Regions from separate parts of the Mus musculus genome. Here region 2 is linked to region 1. A link is a contact called in public ChIA-PET data. All regions are on one chromosome and are shown on one strand. Each heading gives the region's core, a stretch centred on a gene start, on an enhancer-like site or on the middle of the called end of the contact. The rest is flanking DNA. Distances are from core to core; before and after follow the strand shown.

Region 1 (6,750 bases), core at 271-2,770:
AAGACATTTAACGTTTTCTTTTATAGGAATTAATCCATAATTCTGCATCATAAAACTTAACTATCCCCTGGTGGTTGATGTTTTTGTTGTTGAAATATGTTGGAAGGGAGATCATAATTTAACTTTTTTCATATTTAATAAAAATATCAGGCTGTGTGAATGTGTGGGACAGGGTCTGTACAGATATCTCTAAAATTGAAGCTCTGTGTATTTTATACTTAGTCTTCTTTGTTTATAAAAATAAGGACTATGTTTAACTTATTAACTGCCATATGGCCCAATACTTAGAGTAGTCCTCAATCAGTTGTAATTTTTAAATGAAAAAAAAAAGCCAATTATTTTGCCTTTCCTCCAAACAATAAATTGCTTACATAATAGTGGATGGACAAGAAAGACCTTTTTAATTAAAAATGACTCAGCGTTCTGGCTGGTTCAAAACAAGGGCTGGGCATGCAGGGTGCTCAGCTGATTTATAGATAGAGAGATTCATTAACGAGTATGTGCTGCGTACTATTCTGTATAAATAAAATCTAGAAATGCATGCATTAGAAGTATAAACTTCATATCATATGTCCATGCAAATATACATAAGTTTGTTTTCTATTTAGAATTCTATGGAACAGTGGTTCTCAACCTTCCTAAAGCTGTGACCCTTTAATAATCATGGTGTTGTGACCCCCCCAACCATAAAATTATTTTGTTGCTACTTCATAACTATAGCTGTGCTACTGTTATGAATTGTGACATAAATATCTGATGGGCAGACTATCTGATATGCAACCCCCAAAGCGGTAGTGACCCGCAGGTTAAGAATATGCTGTAGCATATCTAACTTTTCTTCTTATGTAGTTTCAGAAGACCCCCCCCAAAAGAAGATTGTTCACATTTGATGGTGGTAGCATGGCAGAATTATGCCATAGGTAAAAGTTAATTTTTTTAAAGTGAAAAATAAAATCCACTAATGGAGCAAAGATGATGGTACACTATGGGATCCAGGAGCTGTGCCTGTGGGGTTTGAGCAGCCTTGTGATCAAGCTTTTTAGCCTATGACAGCTGCTGCTTTCTCACTGTAAACTGGGTCAACACGTGAGTCTCCTGTACATCAGATAATGCACAAGGAACTCTCAACTAAGTGCCTAACGTGTGATACACACCTAGGAAAGCAAGCCAGTTTCTCACTGTTTTTACTCTTGGTATCACTGCGCACGCAGAGGCTAGCACACACTTCTTGGGAAATTTCACAAACCATACTCCTTGGTTGGACACACTCACTTCCCCCCAAGGACAGAAGAGCATATCCTGAACTAATTTGCATTTAATTTTCTAGAACTGCTGCCTCATGAGTGGCCAGATGATATGTGGCTGATATTTTGCTGACACACAGAAGAAGAATACCATAAAACCCAGGAAAATAGTGTCATTCTGTGAACCTTCTCAGGAAGCCACACTGGCAGGAAGTGGGTGATGCAGACCCTACTATGGAATTGAGCAAACAGACTTCAATTCCAAGTGCAGGTAATCATTATCCAGAGTACACATAGCTATCATCGGTAAAGGTCATAGGTCACATAAGATCTACACACACACAACGGCAGGAAGTCCGGTTTTCAGTTGCATTGTCTTCAGGATGAGAAGGGTCACAAGGCAGGTAGACAGTACACTTTCTTCTCACAAACGCAACCAAGTTAAGTTACAGTCTATTGGAGATGAGCATGGGGCATGGACAACTAAGATGTGGAATGCTTGTACAATGCACACACAAAAAGAATACAAGTTACAAGTGGGAAATTATTCCTTCAACTGCTCATGAATGTAGCAGTATAACCTGTTCTTGGCTTTCATCAAGAAAGAAAAATGCACCGGGAGAGTGTCACATCCAATAATCTTAGCATATGAGAGGGAGAGACTGCCTCCGCTCTTCCAGCTCCCCAGTGTTGGACACTCAAGTGAAATATGATAAGCCTACCATTATTTTAATGTTCCCCTACTAAGTAAATGAATGATAATAAAAACTAATGAACAAATAATTCAATAAATAAATTAAGAATAACAGCAACAATAATAATGAATGCCCAGCTATGGATTCACAATATACAAAATATTCACCCCTTTATAAAAATTACACTCAATCCTCCTTGTGAATGAACAACACACAAGACAATGTGCTTGTGATTGATCTAAAGCCACCTACAGTGACAGCCTGGAACTTACTCTTCACAGCTCAGTTCTGTGTGGCCATGACCAGGAAATGCTCTCACCGCAGGCTTCTCTTCTTCAGTGGCTTCCCCTCGGGGGACATTTGGTAACGTCTGATATATTTTTGATTGTCACACTGGGGCTGCTCTATCTAGTGGGTGGAGGCCAGGCACACTACACAGTATCCTGCACTTCTCATTCCCCCCACTCCCACCCCAAGCCCCACCCCCACCCCCAGCCTAGAAGAATCATCAGGCCCCAAATGCCAGCAAAGCTGGTGTCTGAACTGTAGTCTAAACAGTGAGTGAGGTCTCGTAAGCAACGTTAAGTTGTTTACGTTTCATCGGTGAAATATTTTGATACTCATTCATGGGGGGGGGGGGGCAGAGTCTCATCCTCCTTCCCCTGGTGTGAAATGGCACTTGCTCGTTGCTTGGATGAATAGAGGCAGTGGTGTGGTTTCCAAGTCAAAGGCAGTGAAGGCCACAAATTGCTCGCAGCATCTCTTAAAGTCTCTATTACTTTAAATTGTGTGGATACGTGTGCCTCTGTGTAGCTTTATACACATCAGTGAAGGTGTCCTTGGAGGTCAGAGGTATCTGGTGTCCTTGGATTGGGTCTCCAGAGTTACATCTGGTTATGAGCCTGTGAGTCACCCTATGTGGTGGCTGGGAGCCGAATTCAGACCCTCTCTGTGAGCAGAATGTTCTCCACACCACCGACCCATGTCTCCCAACTTCCTTCCCAGTATGTTTCTGAGAGAAGTCACCACACATAAAGGCAGGTTACTTAGTAGGTGCTTTGCCGTAGAGACAAATGGATGCCCCACAGGAAGAGAAAGCTGCTTGTCTTCTGACAGCAGCAAATGGCCAGAATCTCCAGTCAAGACACCCCTTAAAATCCCAAGCCAAGAACTATGAGATAATAAATGATCGTTAAGCTGATAGGACCCTGGCTTTGGGTGACTCTGCACAGTATGGCAAACCAGTGCAACCTATAGACTGTTCACCATAGTGAATCACTGCGGCGAACAGAATCTCTTCCCTCCCTGCTCAAGGTTTCTAAGCCACAAAAGTGTGATGTATCCTCTTTGAGTGACAGCTGTTGGGACTGTGTGTGCCAAAATAGAAGTTTTACTTTCAAGGAAAATTTCAGAGGGCAATCAAGAGGCATCTTGAAAACACATAGAGAACATTGCAGGTTGGACTCCTGTGCGTGTGTGTGTGTGTGTGTGTGTGTGTGTGTGTGTGTGAACTAGATGAGCTTTTGAGATTTCTTTTGGGCCCACATCAGAGGACACTAGCTCTAAGTTCTTTGACCTGAATATATATATATATATATATATATATATATATATATATATATATACATTTTTTTTCACAAAATACACTTCCAAGACTGTAACATAGAGGCAGTGACTCTGTGTGAGTAAAGAGGATGAAGGGACCACTCCATATCTAACCAATTACAAAAGAAGATGAAAAAGATAATGTTGGGGAAGCTGATACATTTCTACATCGCAGATGGCTATGCTGCTGAAAATGGGACAAGAGCTAACACACATACACAGAGACACAGGGAGACACCCTCCCCCCCCCCCATTTCATACCCACATACCACACACATTTCATTACATACATACCACATACACATCCCATACACACACCCTACATACACATACACACACACACACACACCACTGTACACATACATAGATACATCAACACACCACACACACAAACTCACAGATACAGACACGCATATAGACACACATACACACACCACACACACACACACACACACAACACACATGAACAAACACACACCACCTTTGGCAATGTACTGCTGCTTTGGGAAATCATCCAAGAGGAAACAGGAGGAAAAAATGTGTATAATGACTTTATAACTCCATTATACACAGCAGGTTTGAAGGAATTTCCACAGGAAGCAACCTAAATATCCAACAAAGGGACAATAGCTAGCCTGGAGAAGGCAGGATATACTGATTCATAACTGAAGGAAGAATGCTTAACATACAGATTTTTTTTCCTTAAGATGTAGCATTAACTCTTTCACACTTAGCCTTCAATAAAACTTCAGCACTGCGTCTGGAGGCAGTGGTAAAACAGCAAAGTCAGCTAAAAGCCAAAGATACACACACACACACACACACACACACACACACACACACACACACACACACACAGAGGTATGTGTGTGTATGTGTACATTTGTGTATATGTATATATATATACATATATACACATATGCATATTACATATGAAAGAATAGTGTGTACTGTGTATGCTAGGAGAGCTGAGACAAAAAGGCAGAATGCTTCCCTGCTGACTCAGTTGGGAAAATTGCCTGGGGAAACCCAATGTTTTGCTTCCATGTTCCTGTCCTCCTCTACTATTGATTTGGGGGTTCTAAATATAGCAGCTCACCCTCTTCTGTAGTTTCTCTTTCACAGTTTCACATTCCCAATGGGAATTTTTAGAAACAGCGTGTGATTCTTAACTTGCATGCTAGTCTAAGTAGCTCAATGAGTTCTCCTCCTCTGTGCTCCAAAAATATAAATTATCCCTCTCCCCAGCATAGACAAGCTACTTGCCTGCTAGCCACTCTGTTGCCATCTCGTTCGTGTCTTTCATGGTCTTGCAGAGGCTGTGTTCAGGTCACCCTGCAGCCAGATGCCATATCACAGTCTGTTTATTAGTCATCTCACATTGCCCATCACATAGACCTTGCATCATGTCAAAGGAAAAGGTGTAGAGATGCTATAAGATATTTGGGAGACCACGTTCATGCAACCTTAGTATAGCACTGTTATAAAAGTTCCTTTCTATTATTAGGTACTGATCTTAAAGTATTAGTATTTTCTGTGCTCATTTCTTCTCTGTTTGCAAGAAGATATTATTGTCTCAATACATCATGTAGAGGGTGACTTGGAACTCTCTCTCTCTTCCTAAGTGTTGGAGATTTCAGGTGTATACCACCATAGTGGTGCTTAATTTATAAATAAAACCACCATACATATGTATATAGAAGAGAAAACAATACACAAAAGGTTTTGTAATAGCTGTAGTTTCAGATGTCCCTGAGAGGTATTGAAATATGGATGGCAGAAGACACTTTAAAGGAACATCTGGCAAGTTTGCAAATAAAAGATTGTGAGAAACGGAACATCAATTTTATGTGTGGTGACTGATGTCAAAGAAAGAGAGAATGAAAGAAAATGGGGCTGAAGAAATATTTTAATTTCATGAGGAAAAAATAAGGAAAACTATGAAAACGAGACCTCAAGTTAATGAAATGCACGTAAATATAACATGGAAATAGTAAGTGAAACAGAACATTTCTTCTTTGACATAATTTGACATAGCTATAAATTTTATAATCTCCTGATGGGACTGATCAGGAAGAAGAGCAGCAATGAGTAGATACGGCAGATATTACACTAATTAAAAGCCGAGGTGATGAAAGTCATTCCTGTCCACTTAAAAGTTTATGTGAACAAGTTTATAAATAGGAGCAACTTGTAAATATAAGGAGAATAAAATATTTATCCAGCTGGATTTGGCTCTACAGCTCAGCTCTGTGGCCTCCACATTCTGTACCTCACTTCTACAGGTCAACTCAACCCTAGCATTTGATTCAAACCTGTGACCCTGAAGCTTGGTTCTGCAGCAACCTCTTCAGCACTTCTCCAAAAGGGTTCACTACCTAATTGTCTTGGTTAGGGTTTTACTGCTGTGAACAGACACCATGACCAAGGCAAGTCTTATAAAAAACATTTCATTGGGGCTGGCTTACAGGTTCAGAGGTTCAGTCCATTATCATCAAGGTGGGAGCATGGCAGTATCCAGGCAGGCATGGCACTGGCAGAGCTGAGAGTTCTATGTCTTCATCCACAGGCTACTAGTGGAAGACTGACTTCCAGGCAACTAGGGTGAGGATCTTAAGCCCACACCCACAGTGACACACCTACTCCAACCAGGTCACACCTATTCCAACAAGGCCACACCACTCCCTGGCCCAAGAATATACAAACCATCACACTAACCTCCCACGAAGATCCTATGTGTGTATTTGCCAGCGCTTTGTCTCTGACTTCTGTAAGGCATCTTGAATTCTGATGAAGCATCTTTAGCCATACTCTGTAAATTATATGGATATAATTTTCTGTGTAGTATGAAATGTTGTGGAGGTTTAAATGAGACTGGCTCCCATAGGTTCATATATTTGAATGCTTGGTCCTGAGTTGATGGAACTGTTTGGGAAGGATTTGGAGGTGTGGCCTTGTTGCAGAAGGTGTGCCATTGGTGGCGGATTTTGAGGTTTCAAAAGAACATGTAATTCCCAGTGATCTCTCTCATCCTCTCTACTTTGTGCTTGTGGATGAAGATGTAAGCTCTCAGCTATTGCTCTGCTGCCATGCCTGCCTGCCTACAGGTCGCCATGTGCCCTGTCATAACGGTCATACACTCACTGTAAACCCTCAACAAACTCTTCTGTAAGTTGCCTTGGCCGTGGAGTTTTGTCATAGCAAAA
Region 2 (6,008 bases), core at 3,437-5,936, 190 kb after region 1:
ATAGCTTTCATCAAAGTTGCATAACAGGAATGTAAACATACTCTTTTGTGTCTCCCGTATCAGAAGAGCAGTTGTAGAGAATAGTGTTTGGATCCTAACTCTAGGAAAATGCATCCAACAACTTATTTATTCTATTAAAATATTCTAAGGGGCATATGAAAGTTCAGCTAGTTAGAAATCTCAGTGGGAAGCTTTAGGGTTTGGAGGTAGAGGAAGAAAGGCATTGTAAAGCTAGATGACTACTACATTATTTGCCCTTCTGTGTTCTGGGATGAAACACCTAACAGAGACAACTTAAAGGATGAGTTGTTTATTTTGGCTCAGAGTTACAGAGGTGTCAGTCCACAGCAGGTAGGTTATGGTAGAACATCAATTCACACCATGGTGGACACGAAGCAGAGGTGGTAGGCAAGATACAACTCCCAAGGACACCTCTCTAGGTATCCTTTATCCACACAGCAAATTCCACCACCTCTCAATACTCTGTTCAAATTTTATATCCATCAGTAGATTAAACCACTACATAGAGCCTACACAATCTAATCATCTCTTGAAAATGTAGCCCTTAGGGACAGTAGAGAGGCTTTATGTTTTTTAATATTAACCATCAGTATTAGTTTCAAGACCACATAGAACATAACAACATATTGAACATATATGAATAAAACAGTATATATGTATATCTGTTACTCTTGTTGCCTTATAACTAAGCAAAAAACAAATCCCAATGGATTCACCACTGTATTTACAGACATTATAATGAGTAAGGAAACCCCTCCATCATAACTCCTGTTACATGCTGCCACTGGAGTTCATTTATTCAGTTGGACCAGTGACTGTCTCCCCTTGCTCAGCCATCTCCTCACTGAAGTTCACTTTGTATAGGAGAGAGATACTGGCTGTAGAAAAGAATGCTCGAAAGATGACTCATGCTTCTAGGTAAGATTCTACAGAACAATATACAGCTCAACTGAGGCTGTATGCATGTCCTGTTATTAATTGAGATGATAGAGTGCACTATCATCTAATTTCACTATATACCTAACAATCATGGAAATAATGCTGGTTTTATTAACTATATATGTATCCTTGTCGAAGTAATTTAGCCACTCATGCTTGCATTTTACCCACAAGGTCAAACGATAGAGGACAAGGAGCTTGTACAAATTAGGCTTGTTTCACAGCAGGAAACTTGAGGTCAGAGGTGTGAATTGAAGTAATTTGTCATTTACTAACTGCGAGACTGTGGCCAAATGGAAAAAAAAATCTTCATACTTTTTGTTTTTCAATTTTCTTTCTTCTTCAAATTATGGACAATGTATAAGCTTTCACTTTTTAAAATTAGAGATAAAGCGCTACAAAGTTCTTGGCCCAGAGTCCACCATACAACAAGTTCCCATATTAGTCCGTACTACTTATAATAATCATCTATGTGGAAGGCTGGATAACCACTAACCACTGGATATCTCCAATGAGAGCAATAGGTACGTTATAACAAGGGATAGGGAGAAGGTGTATATTTCCTCTGTTCCTTCTTGGCTGAAAATCAGTACTGACTCAGCTGCAGTCTATGTGTCCCCATGCGTAGATACAGCAGCCTTCTTCCGGTAATTAGGTTCCTCAAGGTGTATGAGCAATCATGGCCTCTTCTCCCACTGTAGCTTCATGTGATTTCTATCTACAGTTCCTTATCCCACGTGCTCTACTGTTATTGGCTCCCCTAAGGCCTCCTCCAGGCTGTCTGTTTACGAAACTACTTTCAGGTGAATCCTCTGTGTATGTCATATATTACACCAGGATGTTAACCTGTCTAAAACAATGACAAGAACTTTATTTGAAGATTAGTGAGGGAGGAACCTTTTTTCTTGGCAAATTATTTAATATATGTTGGGAGAAACTAACATAAGGAGTTGTAAATCCTTGGGAAGTTTATTGGAAGGCTGGTGATTTTTAAATGATATATGCACAGCATTGAAAGCTGGACAGAGTTTGTTCAGAAAGCAGGGGGTAGTGGAATGGAAGGGTGGGGTTACTTTTGTAGAGGTATCAAACAACAAGAAAGAGCAAGAGGATTACGAGGAATGTAAGGAAACAATACGGGATGTGATGGCTGTTCGGTTTAAGGGTTGTGGTAGGCAGAGTTAACAGTGTGGAACCACCAAAGACGCCCTTGCCCTAATCCGTGAAAGTTGAGCGTATTACCTTTGAGGAGAAAGCAGACTTGGCAGAGAGATTGAATGGGCATTCCTAAAGAGGTACCGAATAAATGCAGGGAGGGACCCAGGGCAGGTAGACCTGGAGAAGATGCGACCATGAAGCGGGCCAGAGAGGAAGACTGAAAAACTGCATGTCAACTTTTGAAAGTAGCCTCAGGAAGTGGAAGGAAACGCCCTGGTGGGGGGAGTGGGGCATGATTTTTATCACAGTGTGACTTAAAACCTATAGAACTGTAAAACTGTAAATACCGTGTTTTAAGCCAATAAATCAATGGCAACTTATTGCAGCAGCAATAAGAAATTGCCTGAATTTGGGCAATCTGTTGAGAAATTTGGATTTTTATCTGAGAGGGCAATCTCGAACTACTACAGATGATCTACTTCAAATAGATACAAGAAAAATATTTGGTAGGTGGGTCCGAGGGACAGTTTAAGCTCTGTAGCATCATTCCTAAATGGATATGTCTGTAAGACTCCAGATTAACTGCTGAGTCCATGGTTTTTAAGTATGAGTAACTGATAAGGAAAAAGTCAAACCCGGGATACTTAATGCCTTGTGTCTTGTGGAATGGACATAAATACACTAAATATAAGGAACCTGTCCGCCCTGGGTCAACCATGCTCTAAATATTATACACTAATAACTGGAGCGTACTTTAGAAAAACCTGCCGATCGGCCTCTTTTAACTCTCATCTTGGATTCAGCAAAGCATGTCATACCAATGTATATGTGAAACTGTAGCTTTCTCATCCCCACCCCTCCTTTTAGAGAATATGGAAGTTTCGTTTGCACACTGACTGAATGGTTGGTAAAATGGGGAGGAAAAAAAAAAAAGATACAGCTTGAGTAATTAGTAAACAATTCCGATTTTGCAAAACATCAAGATACAATCTCTGAAAGTTAGGGTTGGAAGGGACTCACAAGCCAAGCTTGCATCAAGGGTCAATGCAGGAGCCGGTAGGTTAAAACCACTCCTTGGCCTAGAATGCTGTTTAGAAGTCACCACTGTTTGGATTCCTGGGCATTTCCTGAAGAGTGGGAAATGTTGGGATGAAAGCCCGTAGCTCGTTAACTGCCCACACCACTTTACTATGACAGAGGATGGGCTTATTAAAACTCCATTTGGAAGTGAATGTAAGGGTTCTCAGTGCTTAGCCGTCCACTGCAGGGTTAACTGGCCCTATGTAATAGTCCAATGTGAAATTAACTAGTTAGGCACGCCAACAGTGAAAACAATCAGGCAATTGAATATCATGTCCTGTTAAAGAAAGCTACTAATTGAAGAACTAAAGAAGTGATAAACTGTGCTTAAATCCTTTCACTTGGACACCAGCTCAGTTTCCCTCCCCAACTGGTAACTACAATAAAGGCTGTGAGCTTAGCTACTGTTAGGGAAATCGGAAATGTCCCCACATTTCTCTCAGTTGAATAGAACACTGCAGTATCTTTTAAGAAGGTACTGCACCTTCTTAAGAAACGCATTTGTATTTGAAAGACAGCACTGCGACATTTGGGTGCTAAACATTCAATTTCAAAATGTTCCGCCTCTTAGGAGCTAACGTAGAAACGTCATATTGGGACAAGAAGTAGATTTGTCTGGCATGCCTGTCTTTCCTTGTTCTTTGGCAGAGAAGGTCCTAAGTATTAAAAAGGAAGAAAATGCTATCAAGTTCACTTCTGAGCAACCCTAGGGCAGGAACTTTGCACACTAATCAGACGCCTCCGGTTACTCTCTCCCTTGCAATAATTCAAATGCCTAAAACACAACGCACAACTTAAAAACAACTTTAATTAGAAATGCCAGATGTACTTGGAAAGTTCTCAGCACCTCCTCCCTCACGCGGGCGCTACCTTCAGTCCTTTGAACTGACAGCTGTACCTGAGGTCCCCTCTGGTTTGCCCTTCTGCTATGTGTGTCACCCCTCACCAAAGCCCCAAGCCCCACCAGAGATGCTCAGGAAAGCAGGGTCGCTCACCGGTGAGAAGCCAGATGCAGGCTACAGTGACCTCTAGGCTAGCAGGACGCCTGGGGACCATTGCTGGAGTGGCTGCTGGAACCAGCGACGTACTGGTTCGTGGGCAGGAGCTGGCAGGAACAGGCAGAAGCCAGGCGCCGGCGACTTGCGCTCTGGGTCACTCGGTGCGGTCTCCGCGGGTGTCCGGCAGCGGCCCCAGCGGCTGCAGCGCCCTGGAGCGGTGGAAGAGTAATTTCCTGTGTTTTGGTCGAATGCTGCTAAGCCCGCTCCACGCTTCTCAGATCCCAGATGGATTGCCACATCTCCCGCCCCTTTGCGCTCAAGTCTCTGAAATCTCACTGGCAGCCACCCAGGCTCTGTCCGAGACATGGACAAATAAAGCCAACTTCGCGGGACCGTGTTTAGGCTAAAGTCCACAGGCAGCAGCAAAGCAAACCTTAAAGGGACATCTGCCTTTCACTGAGAGGGCGATCTTGCTTCACGAACCAAATCCCAAAGGTGGTTGGAAGGCGGGGCTGGACATTCAGGAGGGTGTCGCCAGTCTAGTAGCCCCGCCTTCGCACCCCAGGACTTCTCCCGGATCTGGGTAGAAAGGGTACTTTCAAAGTGCCCGGGCTTTTACTCCTTGCTGGGAGGCTGCTTTCCTGTGTCCAGCTGCGCAGAATGGATCAGACTCGCAAGGAAGTTAGCCCTTTTATGCTAGCGGACTCAGGAACTTGGCCTTGGAGCCTTCTCGCCTCCAGGCATCCTGGCCACCGGCAAGCTTCTCGGAGGGCTTTCCTTTAAGTTACAGAGAGCTTGCCTCTTTTAGAAGACTCCTGATTAAAGGCAGTTGTAGATAAAGGGTTTTGATGGGGAAATCACAGTAAGACAGCCAGGAAAAAGGGAGAAACTAGACTGGGGGTGGGGAAGGAAGAGTTAGGGAAAGGGGGTGGGGAGGAAGGCAGTCTCCCTTGAAATGGAATGTGGACTATTTTGTCTAAGCTAAATTAGGATGTTTGAACGTTGAGAACTTGCTCTAATAGAAGCCAAGGTATTGTTTTAGGTTTTGTTTAGTTTTCTCCTTCTCCTTCTCCTTCTCCTTCTCCTTCTCCTTCTCCTTCTCCTTCTCCTTCTCCTTCTCCTTCTCCTTCTCCTTCTCCTTCTCCTTCTCCTTCTCCTTCTCCTTCTCCTTCTCCTTCTCCTTCTCCTTCTCCTTCTCCTTCTCCTTCTCCTCCTCCTCCTCCTCCTCCTCCTCCTCCTCCTCCTCCTCCTCCTCCTCCCCCTTCTCCTCCTTCTCCTCCTGGCTTCCTGTGCCTGGTCACTCATGATCCCTTCTAGCTTCAACAAATATGTGTCATTTTCAAGTGGCTTAGCACTTTTGAGAATTTCAAAGAAGAGGAAGGAATGGATGAGTGGGGTTTGTGGTTAGAGCCCCTTGCAGAAATCAGTCCAAGTTAGCAAATACTGGGACATCCCTGTCCAGAGCAGGACAAAGTAGGAGAAGGGTGCCACCCAAAGGAGGACCCACTGTCTAGACTACAAGGCAGGGAGCATAGATAGGGACTGGGAGTGGGGAGGGCTGAAGAAGCACACAGGTATCACTAAGTAAACTGCCAAATAGAGAAATACAGAAGCGACAAGGGGAAAGGACAAATGTTAAAGAAGTCTGGTGGCACACGCCTTTAATCCCTGCACTTGGGAGGCAGAGGCAGGCGGATTTCTGAGTTCGAGGCCAGCCTGGTCTACAAAGTGAGTTCAAGGACAGCCAGAGCTATAGAGCTATATAGAGAAACCCTGTCTCAAAAAAACAAGAAGAAGAAGGAGGAGGAGGAG

What was found. ChIA-PET counts read pairs in DNA pulled down with a chosen protein or histone mark.
Region 2: an RNA polymerase II ChIA-PET map of effector CD8 T cells shows a contact between it and region 1, with 66 read pairs. The contact joins the promoter of Itga1 here to the enhancer-like site in region 1. A contact is called at or near these places in 4 of 39 promoter capture datasets (embryonic stem cells, hippocampal neurons, second pharyngeal arch cranial neural crest and 1 more), 3 of 115 datasets of contacts at active chromatin or transcription factors (bone marrow-derived macrophages, effector CD8 T cells and pancreatic cancer cells) and 2 of 9 other capture datasets (adipose tissue and liver).

Annotation. Positions count from the first base shown.
Region 1 is chr13:114,913,646-114,920,395 of GRCm38.p6, forward strand. All of the region lies in intron 1 of Itga2 (integrin alpha 2), which reads right to left. Among named protein-coding and RNA genes, the nearest start is that of Gm34845, 6.7 kb to the right of the region's middle. Within about 2 kb of position 1,521, at least 63 of the 459 cell types and tissues checked have an H3K27ac peak or open chromatin away from gene starts, as enhancers often do. A contact at or near this core is called in effector CD8 T cells and pancreatic cancer cells, where this site is marked.
Region 2 is chr13:115,097,278-115,103,285 of GRCm38.p6, forward strand. It overlaps Itga1 (integrin alpha 1), which reads right to left and starts at 4,687. Exons shown (of 29, transcript NM_001033228.3): 1 at 4,194-4,687. The coding sequence starts at 4,254.